Regions from separate parts of the Lactuca sativa genome. Here region 1 is linked to region 2. Evidence: chromatin contacts called from public Hi-C data. All regions are on one chromosome and are shown on one strand. Each heading gives the region's core, a stretch centred on a gene start, on an enhancer-like site or on the middle of the called end of the contact. The rest is flanking DNA. Distances are from core to core; before and after follow the strand shown.

Region 1 (3,678 bases), core at 604-3,103, 330 kb before region 2:
TGTGAACACACCCTGCAATAATCCCAACCAATCATAGGTTAGATACTGAGGTTGATTAAAAGAAATATTAAACATGGATGACATATTATTGACATTGCTATAATTAGATAGATTATTCAGAGTAAAAATGTGATAATAGAAAGAAACGAAAATAGGATGCTTGCTATAAATAACAACACATTACCGAAGTGTAGAACTGAAAATCACGACCACCGGCTTCAATAGCAACGGATACAGGCTGGTTTGAGACGGCCTTTTTCAATGCTGACTCATCGTTGACTGGAACATCTTCATAACCATCAATGGAAACAACCTTTGCGTTCTTCTGTATAAACCAAAATTACATAACAAAAAACACCAAAGTTAAATAAAGTAAAGTGAATCCGGATTAACTTAAAAGTAACAAATGGTGAAAGTTATTATTGGGTATGAACGAACCCTATAGGTGTCACATTTCCCATCTCTTCCTGTGTAGGGGTAGTCTTCTTCGGTGTCAATTCCACCATTTTTGATAATGAATTGGAATGCGTAGTCCATGAGACCTCCATTGCATCCTTCATTGTAAGAAGTATCACAGTCCACAAGCTCTTGTTCTGAGATGGAAATCAAATCGCCTGTCACGATCTGGTTGATCCCTTCCACTGATCCTGTGGTTGAAAACGCCCAACAACTCCCTACAAGAAAACATGAACATCAAAGTGTTAAATGCAAGAAATAGCAATTATATTGTATATATTACTTTTTGTTAAAAACTATTTAATAGTTAATTATAAACAAAATTCACTAAATACATTAATTGAATTTCTTTCACTAAAGAGCCAAATATTGGATTGGCTTGATTAGAAGTTATATAAAAGAAAAAGAAACTACTTTTTTTAATGAATGATGTGGTTGGTTGTGGTTCATGAACGTTGATAATAGGTAGCCACTGAATTTCTTTAAAAAAGAGAGTATGCATAGGTTTGATAAGATCTATGATTGTATTTTTTAGATTATTAATAACAAAAGTAAATTACGTTATTGTCCTTCTTCGTTTACCCATTATCCAAATCATCGATAAACTACGACGACACACCCTATAATTTTGACTATGAACAAAACTGATTCGAGTAAAGGACGCCTAACTACTATGCTAATTACCTAAATACCCTTCACTGATACAGGGTTATTTTCGTCAATATGAGTTATATACGTCAGTCATGATTCATGATGCATATACTTTTTTGTTCGTGATTGCGATTATGTTACCGATACTTTTTCAAATTATTTATGGAAAGGAAATAACTCACCGCAGCTTCCTTGATCTTTGACCTGCGAAACGGCGCCTTTTGCTCTCCAATCAATCGATTCCGGCAAGTCATCGGCGGGGCTGGCGGCGTACCGGTCGCTCTTAGCCTTGGAAACCTTCTTCTTAGCGTCGATCGTCTTGATTCCGGTGTAGGTTTTCCGGTACTCTTCGTTTGTCAGATCGGCGAACTTGTTAAGTCCAACCTTATAGGAATGGTCGCCGGAGTTGTGTTCGTCGATGAACTTGAGGTTATCCTTGAAGATCTGAAACCTCCTGTCCTTTTCCCCAAGAGCGTTGTAGGTTTTACCGTGTTTCACGAGCCATGACTCGTACATAGCATTGACTTCATCGTCAGTACGCCAGTTGGTGGAAGAGGAATCGCCGGAGGTCATATGTGTGGCGTCGTAGCCGATGATCGACATGTCGAGGGCGGAGGAGACGGCGAAGAGGGCGAAAAGGAAGAGGATAGCCATGGATACGACCTTCATGGTTGCAGGCGGAGGAGATGAGATAGAGAGAAGAGAATAATGGAGTGGGAATGGTGGGGATAGGGCGTTTGGTTTTATAATGGGAAAAGGAGATGGGGATTGGAATACTTAATTCGAATTTTAATTTTAAATAGAATTATATAACGAGTGGATAGATGAAAAGTGGTATCAAATTATTTGATATTTTCGAAAGATGAATTTATACGTATTTCAAGTATTTGTATAAACATTATCTACTAGAAGATTTTTTTGTTTTAAAAAAAATCTCGAGGAGTGAAGTGTGAATAGTTTGCTGGAGAAGATGCGATTGGTGGAAAATCCAAAAAGTTAGGCCCAACAAGTCGCACATGTCGCTTGCTTCACGTTTGTAATCACTATTAATGGTTGAATTGTACATTAATAAGGTATTTCAGATCAAATTAATTTTGTTTGGTACGAATAAGATATTTCAGATCACATATGTATATGTATTCTTTAATAAGCAGAAATATATTTTGTATTTTGGATTTTTAATTTCAGATGGAAAAAAAAAAAGGAAAATTATTCCAAATTTTTAAAAACGTATATATGATATTTGATGAACATTGCTTCATGAGGTCGGATTGAGATGTCCCTCTATATCCTTGTGGGTAGAATTCCTCTATGGTCAAGCAGTAAGGTTGTATCTAGACAACACGCATATTTGGTCCACTACTGGGGTTCAGCAAGGAGACCCCTTGGGACCACTTCTCTTTGCTCTTGTGTTACACCCGTTCTTGCATAATATTAGCAACAATTGCAAGCTTCTTCTCCATGCATGGTACCTTGATGATGGCACACTTATTGGAGATTCGAAGGAGGTGGCCAAAGTGTTGGACATCATTACGGTGATTGGCCCAAAATTGGGCCTTCAACTAAATATCAAGAAAAACGAGCTCTTTTGGCTCTCGTGCGACGGTAGGAAGCTACATGAGGGGCTATTCCCAACTGACATCGGGAGGCCACATTTGGGGGTGAAACTTCTTGGGGGGGAGCTGTTAGTAGAGATGCTAGTTTCATTAGCAGCTTAGCCATAAAAAGAGCCGAAAACGCTATGAATTTGATGCGCCTTCTTCCTCAATTGTTTGACCCTCAGAGTGAGCTCCTTCTGCTTCGGTCTTGTATGGGTATTGCTAAGCTTTTCTTTGAGCTGAGGACGTGTCAACCCGTTCACATGGAGGAGGCAATATTCTTTGACAATGGGTTGCGCGGGGCCATTGAGGACATTGTGGTCTGTGGTGGCCCTTTCTTTGGTGACATACAATGGCACATTGCTTCCTTACCCATCAGGTTTGGTGGTTTGGGTTTATATTCGGCAGTAGAGGCTACTTCATATGCTTTTGTTGCCTCAAGGGCCCAAACTTAGGTATTGCAAGACCACATCTTACGGGATAGCGACATATATGGTATGGATTCTGATTATGATGGTGCCTTGGCTACTCTTCGTAACAAGATTCCAGATTCTGACCTTAGCAGTTTTACTATTAAAGATACCGCCCCCCCCCCCCCTAAATCCCATAGTACGCTGGCAAGTGCCATTTTTCGTAAAATTGTCCAAGATATGGAAGTTCATCTCGACATGATGGCCCGTCAGAAAGCGGTTTTCCAATGCTTACGTGCACCACATGCCCAAGATTTTCTTCTTGCTATCCCTATAGATGGGCTTGGCCAACATATGTCTCTTGTGGATTATCGTACTATCCTCAAATATCGACTCATGATTCCAATATTCTCAGCTGACGAGATATGTCCGGTGTGTCACAATGCATGTTTGGACTCCTTTAGAGAGCATGCAGTTCACTGTAAAGAACTCTCAGAGTTCAAATACAGGTACGATATGGTCAGAGATGTTTTGTTCGATATATTTAAGCGTGCAAGAGTTTC
Region 2 (3,566 bases), core at 75-2,574:
ACAACATTATTTTTAGAGAAATTAAATATTCTTTTACTTTTGTTTCTATAAATCCTTCTATCAATTTAAATAATAACATATGTCATATTAATATTTTAAAATATCATTAAATCAGTATTAAATGTTATATATGTCACTATTTAATTGGGTAGGAGAATTTGTAGGAATAAAAAATAGACGGATATTTTATTTCTCTTATTTTTATGTTAACACTTTCTTTTAGTCGGCGAAATAGCATTTATCTATAAAATACTTGGAGAAAGAAAAAAAAAAAAAAACTTTAATATGCATAAACAAATAGTTGTAGTTTTTCTAAAAGTCTAGCAACTCAATTATTATATATTTCAATAATTAAGCTAAAAAAAAGGAAACAACACAATAAATAGTTTGATATATAACAAATTAAGAATAATTGAAAATTACAATGAACAAATTTTACAAAATTAAATTACGACCTTGCCCACTTTACTTTGCGTCTTCTATTCCAACGACATCCAGCCATATCGGAAAACAGTACACCACCGGAACTGACATAATCATTCATATTTCATTCCCTTCCACCGGAGTTGGATCCACCATCGCCGACATCATCATTCATTTACTTATCTTACCTTGTAAATGATCTAAACAAAAAAAAATATTAATATGATACAACATAATCGGAGTAACTGTATGATCTTTGAATTTGGGTATAGCTCAGATCAGAGACCAACTTGATCAGCTTCGGAATTTACTGCTGCCATCGTCGAAATTGTGAGCGTAACTATGGGAGTTGTAGCGAACTGTCTGAGGGAGGCCGACATTATCAGATCTGACGAGTCTCCGGATCTCGGATTTAACCTTGAAGAAGACGTGTCTCCAGCTTCCTTTATCATGGGATCTGAGAACGGAGGTTTCCTCTTGATTAAACTCCAGATCCTGTGCGAATATGGGTTTCCTCGAGAGGATCCATCCCCATCCCCGATCCCACCAGTTTCTGACTGAGGTAGACGTGGATTCCCCCATTGATGAAACGGATTTGGAGCGGCGCATCGCCCATGCGGTTGCAGCTGAGGTGGTGCCGGAGATGGAAGAGGGCTGGATCCGTAAGGACATGGAGGAGAGTCTCCGGCGGATGCCGGCAACCACCGAAGATGGATCGTTTGAAGAGGTGTTGTAAGATTGAGAAACAGGGAGAGATCTCTCCCTCTGTAACATAGAAGTCATGGTGTTGATGAAAACTGGAAATTGAATGGATGTACGATGATATAATGGTGGCGAAAGCAAGATTACAGGGTGTTTTTTTGTTTATTAATTTGAAGGGGGAGAATAAGAAAGGTGTTATTTTCCATGATCACGATGATACACAATGTTTTAAAAACCGATTTTTTAGTCGAACCGGTATGGTGGTTGGTTTTTGGTTCAACCGGTTTAACTGGTTCGACTGTCGGGTGAGCTGGTTTCTATATTTTTCATGTTTTTTTATTTTATTTTCCTACGTATAAATACATATAGAAATTATGAATTTGATGTTTACAAGTTCAAACATTAAAAATACACATAAAAATAAATTGTAGATGAATCCAAATATATTAAAATAACACATAACCATAAGTTTTAGTGTTTTACATCAATCCGTATACGTCAAAATGAAAAATAAAGTATAATATCGAAACGAAATATAATTTTTGATGAATGCAAACACATCAAATGAATTTATAACATTTACCATATGTTTTTATTTAAAAAAAAAACTAAATAGATTTGAAAAAAATCACCAAAGTTTATTATGTAAATAATTATTTTTCATGTGTTTTTATTCGATTTAACCGGTTCAACCGGTTTATTTTGACCGGTTCAACCGGTTTTTTCTAAAAACCGGTTGGTTCAATCCGATTCAGAAATCAATGTAAAACCGGTTATAGTTGAACCGCTCCTTCTCCCAGTTCTCGGTCCAACCGGTTCGACCGGCCGGTTCAAACCGGTTTTTACGATATGTCACACCTTTTAAATCATCCAACTATTTTTTATATTTTTTTGTGAAAAAACGGAATGAAGTCCGAATTTATCTGAAAAAATGTCCCTTGTAATTACCGGTTTCGGTCTTTATTTCACTAAAAGAATAAACATAAAATCCAAATCATATTATGTCCTCACCCACCAAATACAAAAACTTTGTAGCCATTTTTTTTACTCGATGATAAAGTTGCTGAATCTACATTCTCTCTTACTTATTCGGTCAAAAACATTGTTATTCATACGAGGAGGAAGGTTTGAAATCAAGCCAATTTGATGAATCATCTCTTACTTATAGAGGCCCAACGAAATCCACATCGAGGTTTAGGTTTGATCTGCGTGATACAAATGAGATATTTGTTGAATTTTTATGTAGATCTGATGGCGGTGGTGGAGGCGAAGGCGGAGGCGACGATGGGAGGAACAAATGGATTCCATGTGGGTTGTTGAAGAATTATAATCAAAAGAGTGGAGGAAAACAGAGACGGTGGAGAATAAACTTAGTTGTAGTTTGGAGGAGCTTATAAAGGTTCCAAACGTACAATGAAGATTTTGAGAATTGTTCTTGATGATTCCTGGTATGGCCTTTTAATCCAACATACTTTTTCACCTCTTGCATCAATTTTGAGTTTAGGATTCCATTGATGAAACCTAGATTTCTTCACTTTGAAGTTGGGTTTTTGTTGCTGAACTCTTCTATATTTGGAAACGAAATTAAATATGTTAATTCTAAACACTAATATTGGAATTCCAATTGCAGCTTCATAAAGGTTCCAACGACCACCCAGAATCTCCTTTTCATCGTCGTCCTCTCGGTTTACAGGTCTAGTCTGACGTGATTTCTGAAAGAAAACAAGATCGTTGTGGACTCAAGGTAGTCGTGGGGGTTGTTGTTGAATACAGAAAAGGGAATGGTCGGCTTAAAGATGGCGTTCGGGATATAAGTTTCATTTTTATTGTCGGAGGAGGTTTCAATTCAGGTGAGTGAGTCGGCAGAGGGAAATCATCCTAAAAGGTTTCTTTTGTCACCGGTGGGTGAAGCTACAACGAAGAAAAGGGGACGACGATGAGGGGTTTTCAGGGATGATGGATGTGGGGTCATATACCATTGGGCACCAGAGGGGATAATAAGGAAGGTAGCGGTGGTGTCTATTGTTTCTTCCCAAGATCCATGGTGATGGGTAGCTTTAAATTTATACATTTATTTAATTAAATTCCATGTCAGCTAGAAACTGACGGATCGCTTCATTTGTTTGATAATGGTTTAATTGACACCGATTTTACAACTTTAGCGACCTATTTCGCCAAAAAAAAAACCTTGACGACCATTCCGACAAAAACAAAAACTTTGTTGTGTTACAATGACATTTTCCCCATAATATTACATTAGGAAAATGATTTACCAGGGTAATAATATTTTTTCTATATTTAATCAATTTTTCTTTTACATATTTTACCATTTAACAAGTTAAATTGTTAAATGTATACAAAAAATAAAAATTATATAAATGTTAACAAAATGAAAAGGTGATTCCAAGTTTTATTTTCAAAACATCCATAGTGATTGGTTA

Evidence for each region. Hi-C and Micro-C count contacts between places; a contact is called where the count stands out from the background.
Region 1: a contact with region 2 is called in a Hi-C map of leaf, with 10 times the contacts expected there. The contact joins the promoter of LOC111894705 here to the promoter of LOC111889165 in region 2. A contact is called at or near these places in 3 of 4 Hi-C or Micro-C datasets (leaf and seed).

What each region holds. Positions count from the first base shown.
Region 1 is chr4:254,416,490-254,420,167 of Lsat_Salinas_v11, reverse strand. LOC111894705 (low-temperature-induced cysteine proteinase) reads right to left here and starts at 1,853. Exons shown (of 5, transcript XM_023890797.3): 1 at 1,290-1,853; 2 at 439-674; 3 at 185-325; 4 at 1-12. The coding sequence starts at 1,776.
Region 2 is chr4:254,087,929-254,091,494 of Lsat_Salinas_v11, reverse strand. LOC111889165 reads right to left here and starts at 1,324. Exons shown (of 1, transcript XM_023885307.3): 1 at 367-1,324. The coding sequence starts at 1,206. The coding sequence ends at 718.